Regions from separate parts of the Zea mays genome. Here region 1 is linked to region 2. Evidence: chromatin contacts called from public Hi-C data. All regions are on one chromosome and are shown on one strand. Each heading gives the region's core, a stretch centred on a gene start, on an enhancer-like site or on the middle of the called end of the contact. The rest is flanking DNA. Distances are from core to core; before and after follow the strand shown.

Region 1 (3,132 bases), core at 353-2,852, 46 kb after region 2:
GGTACCCCTAATTATGGTACCCAACACATTTTAAAAACATATGCATAGTTTATGGACGTACAAACCTACACGAAAAACTATTTAAGATAGAAAAAATAAATAAAAAGAAACCATAAAAATGAGACCTTTAGGTAGTGTTTGGTTGAGGAGCCAAGTAGAACGGAGTCGTTCCATCCCTGATTCTAGGAACGGAGCCGCTCTGTTCTGTGCTTGGTAATCTGGAACGGAGCCGCTCTGTTTTTTGTTTGGTTGCAGAGTGAACGGAACGGAGCGTGACTGTGAGAGCGGGATGAGAACGGAGCGGCTCCGTCCGGTTGATTTTTTGGAGCGGAATGGTTCCGGATCTGAGGAGAATATTCACTAATTGGAGTCATTCCGTTCTACTTACTTTGTAACCAAACAACAACAAAACTGAGACAAAACGGCTCCATTCTACTTGTCTCTTCAACCAAACACTACCTTAGTGCTCGTTAATAACAGCAACGGAGACTAAAAGTCTCCTTTCTTCAATCCCAGTTGCTGGTTCAGGGGACTAAGCTAAAAGATGAGATCTTTAGTCCCAGTCTCCTAGATTTACAGTTTAGACCGAAAAACGGAGACTGAACGACCAGGTTTTTTTTTAACCAGAAGTATAGATCGATTGTGCAATATAATAGTGTCAGCTGATTGTTGTCGTAACTCTCAAAGTCGTCGCTTCGTTATTAATCCGGCCGGGCGGCCGTTCGATCAGCAACCCATTTACAATATCGCCTGTATATATATATAATAATATAAAAAATAATGTACTTATATTCTCCCGATGCCGCCGCCGAACTGTGTCTACGCTGTCACTGGAGTGTCTCTAGTCATTAACAATCCGCAGGGTCCGCGCGCGTGATACTCTGCAAGTTCCCATTATTTTGATTTTTCTTTGTATTGGACAGTTTTTTTTCTATTTTTATATGTTTTAATATAGGATGAATTGAAATTTGAAATTTAAAATATTAGTAAAGCAAATAACAAAAACATTTTATCATTTTTTAGATTTTTAATAATTTTCTTGAGTTTAATTGTACAACGATGACACATAAAACTTCATTACACAATACTCCCTCAGTCCATATGAGTTTGTTCCTTTGGATTTGTTTTAAGTCAATCACTATTAACTTTTTGACCGGTTATATCATCAGATGTTCTATAAGATCTTAGTGAAATTACTAGATTTATCGTAACTTGAACTATCATCATATGTAATTCTTTTAGTTCAAAACAATTTAATTATATATATATATATATATATATATATATATATATATATATATATATATATATATCAAAGTTTAAATAGTTTGATCAGCTGAGACAAACCTAGAAAGACAAAATCGGAAGGAGAGAATATAGTTTTTGTGTATAGAACGCGTGAGTAACTTGGAAGTTGGAACGTACATACTCCTCACAATAGTTTTTTATCTAACTTGGAACGAACATATAGAAACCAGCTGGTCACCGCTGGCCCAGCAGCATACGTACGCCAACGCACGCAGCCGCCGTTGACAAGCATGCATGCATTGGCATTGCAGTGCGGACGGCGGCTGCAACCAGCGCGGCAGTGCTGACAGGCATTCGTGATTGCGACAGCGGCTGGGGATACCCATAATCTGGTGCCCATGTCAACGAGTCACGAGGGTGCAGGTGAAGCTCAACGATCGAGTCGAGAGCTGCAGAGCATAGCCGCCTGTAGTTTCTCCCCTCCTCTTTTTTTTTAAAAAAAAAGGAGCTAGACGAAACATGTCCCTTTAAATATAGATATCTTTCTAAATAGACAATTTTCTTAGTTGATCTAAAATTAAATTAGGCATTATTGTCATATATTGGCTCAGGTGGATTGTGATATCATAGTCCGAGACTTAATAGGATTGATAGAATACTCATAACAACATCTTTTTTTGAAATTCTATCTCGAAGAACATATAAAAATTAAGTGTGTTTGGGGCTCGTAGGTGGATTGTGACAACCTAGTCAAAGACTTAATATGATTGATAGAATACGCATACCAAAAAAGTGCAACTTCTTTCTCGGAAATCTGTCTCAAACACACATCTGAGTTAAGCGTGCTTGGTGATGATAAAGTGAGCACAAAAAACTCGTGTTGGTAACCGGAAAGTTTTTCTCCGTGCGCATGATTAAGCACAAAGTGCACACAAAAGACATATGTTGAAGATGTCTCTCTAGATAGACACCTTTCTATGGATGATCAAGACTAGAGTGGACATTAGTAACTATGTTAGGTGATACCATAACCACCAAACAGACACATCCTCTGACAGAGAGTGAAAATGATTTTATATTATCCTTCAGGACAAGATATCCTTTCACCACACCACTTCACCATGCATATATTTTATGATTAGATCAATACAAATATATGTTTTTTTTCAATCACTTGTTCATTTACATTTCTATTATTTTATTTATATTTCATACTTTAACAAATAGATCAATGGATAGATAATCAATGGACTGGCTCTAGCCCCAGGCTCAGGCAAAGAGCAATTGTTGTTTACTGCTCTGATGCTGACAAGGCGGCCAGTGTAAGACGATATATGAACACGGTAGCTCGGCGAGCGAGCTTCTTGTGACAAAGAATTATACTACGCGGTGCAAGATCTGCAAACCTCATCCAAAATACTTCGCAGATACGATGATCGATGGGTAGCACTTGGCAGACAAGTAGCCTGTCCCTATCCCTTCTTTTTCTTTTCTTTTTTTGCCTTCTCCAAAATACGATGTGTTACATCAGTCGCTGAACAGAGCCCAGGCGTTCAGCAGTCAGCACAAGATGAATGTTCAGAATAGTGAGAGCCAGGTCACGTGACAGTTACACAGAGGTGCCTGGCCATGGAAGGTTTCCTGTAGCCTTACTATAACCACCAGAAATTTAATTAAACGGAGATTTGCAATGCCAATGCAGGAGAAGACCGCGTATGAATAGCATGAAAGTGCCATAGACAAAAGAGATCCAGCTTTTACTTGTCGAGCACATTAGGCAGTATTCTCAATTCTGATACCTGCTGCTGCTGAGATGCAAACCCTTCCAAATGGGGTCAATATGCCCCCTCTCCAAGAGCTAGTTCTCTAACAAAAGCATAAATA
Region 2 (3,219 bases), core at 106-2,605:
TCTCTAGGCGTACTGGGTTGCCGTGCAGCCAAGCTAAGGCCGCAGCACTTTGCTTCAGTGTTTTAAACGCACATGCATGCATGCGCATGATCTATAGCATGTGTAGGTAAGTCGTCGTAGCTGGCTAGGGTTGTCCTTTCCATGTTATACTCCACAAACCGCGTCGACTAATTATCATCAACGATCTCCGCAAAGATTAGCATAATATAGCATAAACTAACAGCGAGTAAGCAACCAACGGGTTTGGATCCTCGCTCGATCAACTCTGACTACAACTTCTACATATGTTTAAAGTGAGATTGCACGAAGCACGAAGCAAGCATGAAAGCCGGCCGCTTGCACGTACCGCACGGATGGATCCACATATGTTTAAAGTGAGATTGAGTTGGTGAATTCAAAGCGAAACTGAGATGACGAAATGAAGGTCACTCTACTCAACAATAGAGCATAGTTTAGATGAGTTGTTGTGTTTCTGTCTGCCAAAAGCATGGAAGCATGTCGCCTCCTTTCCCGCCCGCGCGCGCGCGTCGTACGTCCACTCTTTTATTTATTTATTTATTTAAAAAATATGATATAGATTTGTATATGCATACGCGCAAATGCACGCCTTTTGTTTAATTTCCATTCATGCGGAGTTGGAACCGGTAAACCTGTAAAGTTGCACCGTCGTTGATTCTTCCTTTTGGCTTTGTCAAAGGCTAAGGTTTTCGATCGAAGGAAATAAAAAAAGGGAATAATGTTTTGAAGAATTCGATGGATGGACGAATCTCAGGTGATCGTAAGAGAAGAACTGGATGGATTAATTAAGTAATTAGTTGATTATTGATCCAGGATGCACTGCAGAGATTAGGCATGCAACAGGCCAACTAGTGGGGTGTCGATCGATATACCGTACCGTAGAGTTTGTCCCAATGGTGGTGGAAGGCGAGCACCCGGGGCAGAACTCGGTGCGGCTCATCGCGCGGCGCGGGGCGGGAGGAGGCGTCCTCCATGAGGCGGCTGAGCTCGATGGAGCTGCCCAGGTACAAGCGGTAGCCCGGCCCACGCACGCCGTGGCGCGCGAAGTGGCGCTCCAGCCGGCGCGGCCGCCACCACAGCGCCTCCATGAGCCGCGCCACGGCCGCGTGCAGGCACAGCCACGCCGCGGCCGCGAGCAAGGTCGCTTGCCACGGCCACGGCCAACACCACGCCGTCGTCATATGGCGCGCGCTACGCTCGGGGCGGCGGGTGCCCGCGGGGGGGTTATTTGCCGGTGCACCGGCGTGGAGGAAGAAGCAGCAGCTGCGGTGCTAGCTGCCCCGCCTCGCCCTTTCGAGGTGGAGTGGAGGCAGGAGGCCGCAATGGGGACCTGGTAGTACGCCTTCCCTACGCGGGACGCCAGGTTTATATAGACAGAAGACAGGCACATAGCTAGCTGCTGGGCGACAGCAGTGGGAAGGATGAGATGCATTCATGCATGAGACTGCGATGTCGATCGGCAGCTTTTCGTATTTGGATTATTGAATTGAATACAGAGGCCTTATCTGTGCTCCAGGTTGCTGCCATCCACGGAATTTTTCTTTTTTCCTCTTTATTTATTAACACTTTGTAGTAGAGCATATATTGAATTGTATATGGGTCTGATGATGAAGCAGGGAATTGGAGGACTGTTCTTCGTCGTTCATGCATGGTAGGGGGTAGGTGAGCAATGTCAACAAAGTTTGAAACGAATGAAAGCATCCTACAAGATTCACACACACACACATACTCCATTGTTGCGGAATTTTAGTCTAGTCTCGGAGGGGGGGAAAAGAGGTTTTCACATTGCTTTAATTTGGTCTGATGGACTCCGGATTGGAGTTGGATTTCCATGTCGTCTAGGTCTAGCTAGCTTTGCATTGAGGCACCCTGAGGTCTGGTCAGGTCGCGCCGCGCGCGCATGCACTCGCGGCTGCTGCCTGCTGTGTTGCTGTCGTCCGTCCGGGAAAAAGGCGTGGCGCGGGGGGTTGGTACGGTCGGGGCCCTGTCGCCGCCAGCCACGCGCATGCACGGCACAACACGGCACAGTTGGCCACGTACACGCACCGGCCGGTAGCTGATCCGATCCCCCTTCCTTCTCTCTATTCCTGATGCCGGAATGTAGCTAGCTGTTCTTTACATATATATTTTTTTCATGTTTTATAATATTCAGACATCACTGGTATATATACGAATACCGGACCTGACACGCCTTTATTTTTCGTGGTCGTTAACCACCGTTCAGTTCGAACCGAAAAGCCAGATCAAAACGTACCCTCCGTCACCAGGTACAGGTATTGCTTTGCATGCAAATCCTTGTCATTTCTACCCTTTTTTATGGTGTTAGTGGTTGGATTGCTTCCTACTTTTTAGACTAGAATATGATAGATACATGCTTTGTTTGCCTACGACTTCCTTGCATGTCTGCACTGTGTGCTGCTGCCATCTACATCTACATTAATTCTCCAGGTGCGTATATGTACTACCGGCGTTTATTGATATGCAAATACTAAGACGATATACAAACGCATACTAAGATGCTTCCCTGCTGGCAGTACATGTATATATATATATATGCAGATATACTCATTTTGTTTCTTAAAGTACGCGTACATACTCATTTTGTAGAAAATAAAACATATTCCTCTGTCCTAAAATTTAGTTCTTTCTAGTCTTTCCATCCATATTAAATCAATATAATAAATACGGACGCACCTACAAACTATATTCATAGATTAATTAATGAATGCATTTTTAGTCTAAAACGTTATCTAGATAGAGATACTAATAATTAGCTAGTATATATGCAGTCCACTTGTTTGCCATCGACATAGTATATATATGCACCGCAAGAGGCATACTAATCTTGAAGTACATTGAATTCTTGACTACCACGTATTATGACCTTGACATTGTGAAAATTTGTGCATGTTGCAGACTTTAAGCTCTTCCCTAAGTACATTGAATTCTTGACTACTAGTATTAGGGAAGTGGGAATAGAAAAAAAAAACTCACAATGTACACATGTCACATATGGATAGCGATAGCATAGCGTGCATCCCCCGCCCCTCTGGTCGGTTCGTCCTACCACGTATTCCTTCTAGATATAGCATGCATGTCACATAATAGATGCACGCCACAGGGGCGAATTTTAGGGGCGTTTATCGGGTCAGCCATAAAATTTATAAATTCTTTAGCAAAACATCGTTAAAGTTCATATAT

The links. Hi-C and Micro-C count contacts between places; a contact is called where the count stands out from the background.
Region 1: a contact with region 2 is called in a Hi-C map of leaf mesophyll, with 2.2 times the contacts expected there. The contact joins the enhancer-like site here to the promoter of LOC103634425 in region 2. A contact is called at or near these places in 19 of 25 Hi-C or Micro-C datasets (bundle sheath, ear, endosperm and 6 more).

The regions. Positions count from the first base shown.
Region 1 is chr7:179,537,254-179,540,385 of Zm-B73-REFERENCE-NAM-5.0, forward strand. LOC100280627 reads right to left here. Exons shown (of 12, transcript NM_001371672.1): 12 at 2,985-3,132. Among protein-coding and RNA genes, the nearest start is that of LOC100280627, 16 kb to the right of the region's middle. Within about 2 kb of position 1,603, at least 6 of the 20 cell types and tissues checked have an H3K27ac peak or open chromatin away from gene starts, as enhancers often do. A contact at or near this core is called in bundle sheath, leaf mesophyll, root tip and 1 more, where this site is marked.
Region 2 is chr7:179,491,613-179,494,831 of Zm-B73-REFERENCE-NAM-5.0, forward strand. LOC103634425 (cytochrome P450 734A5) reads right to left here and starts at 1,356. Exons shown (of 2, transcript XM_008655948.3): 1 at 896-1,356. The coding sequence starts at 1,199.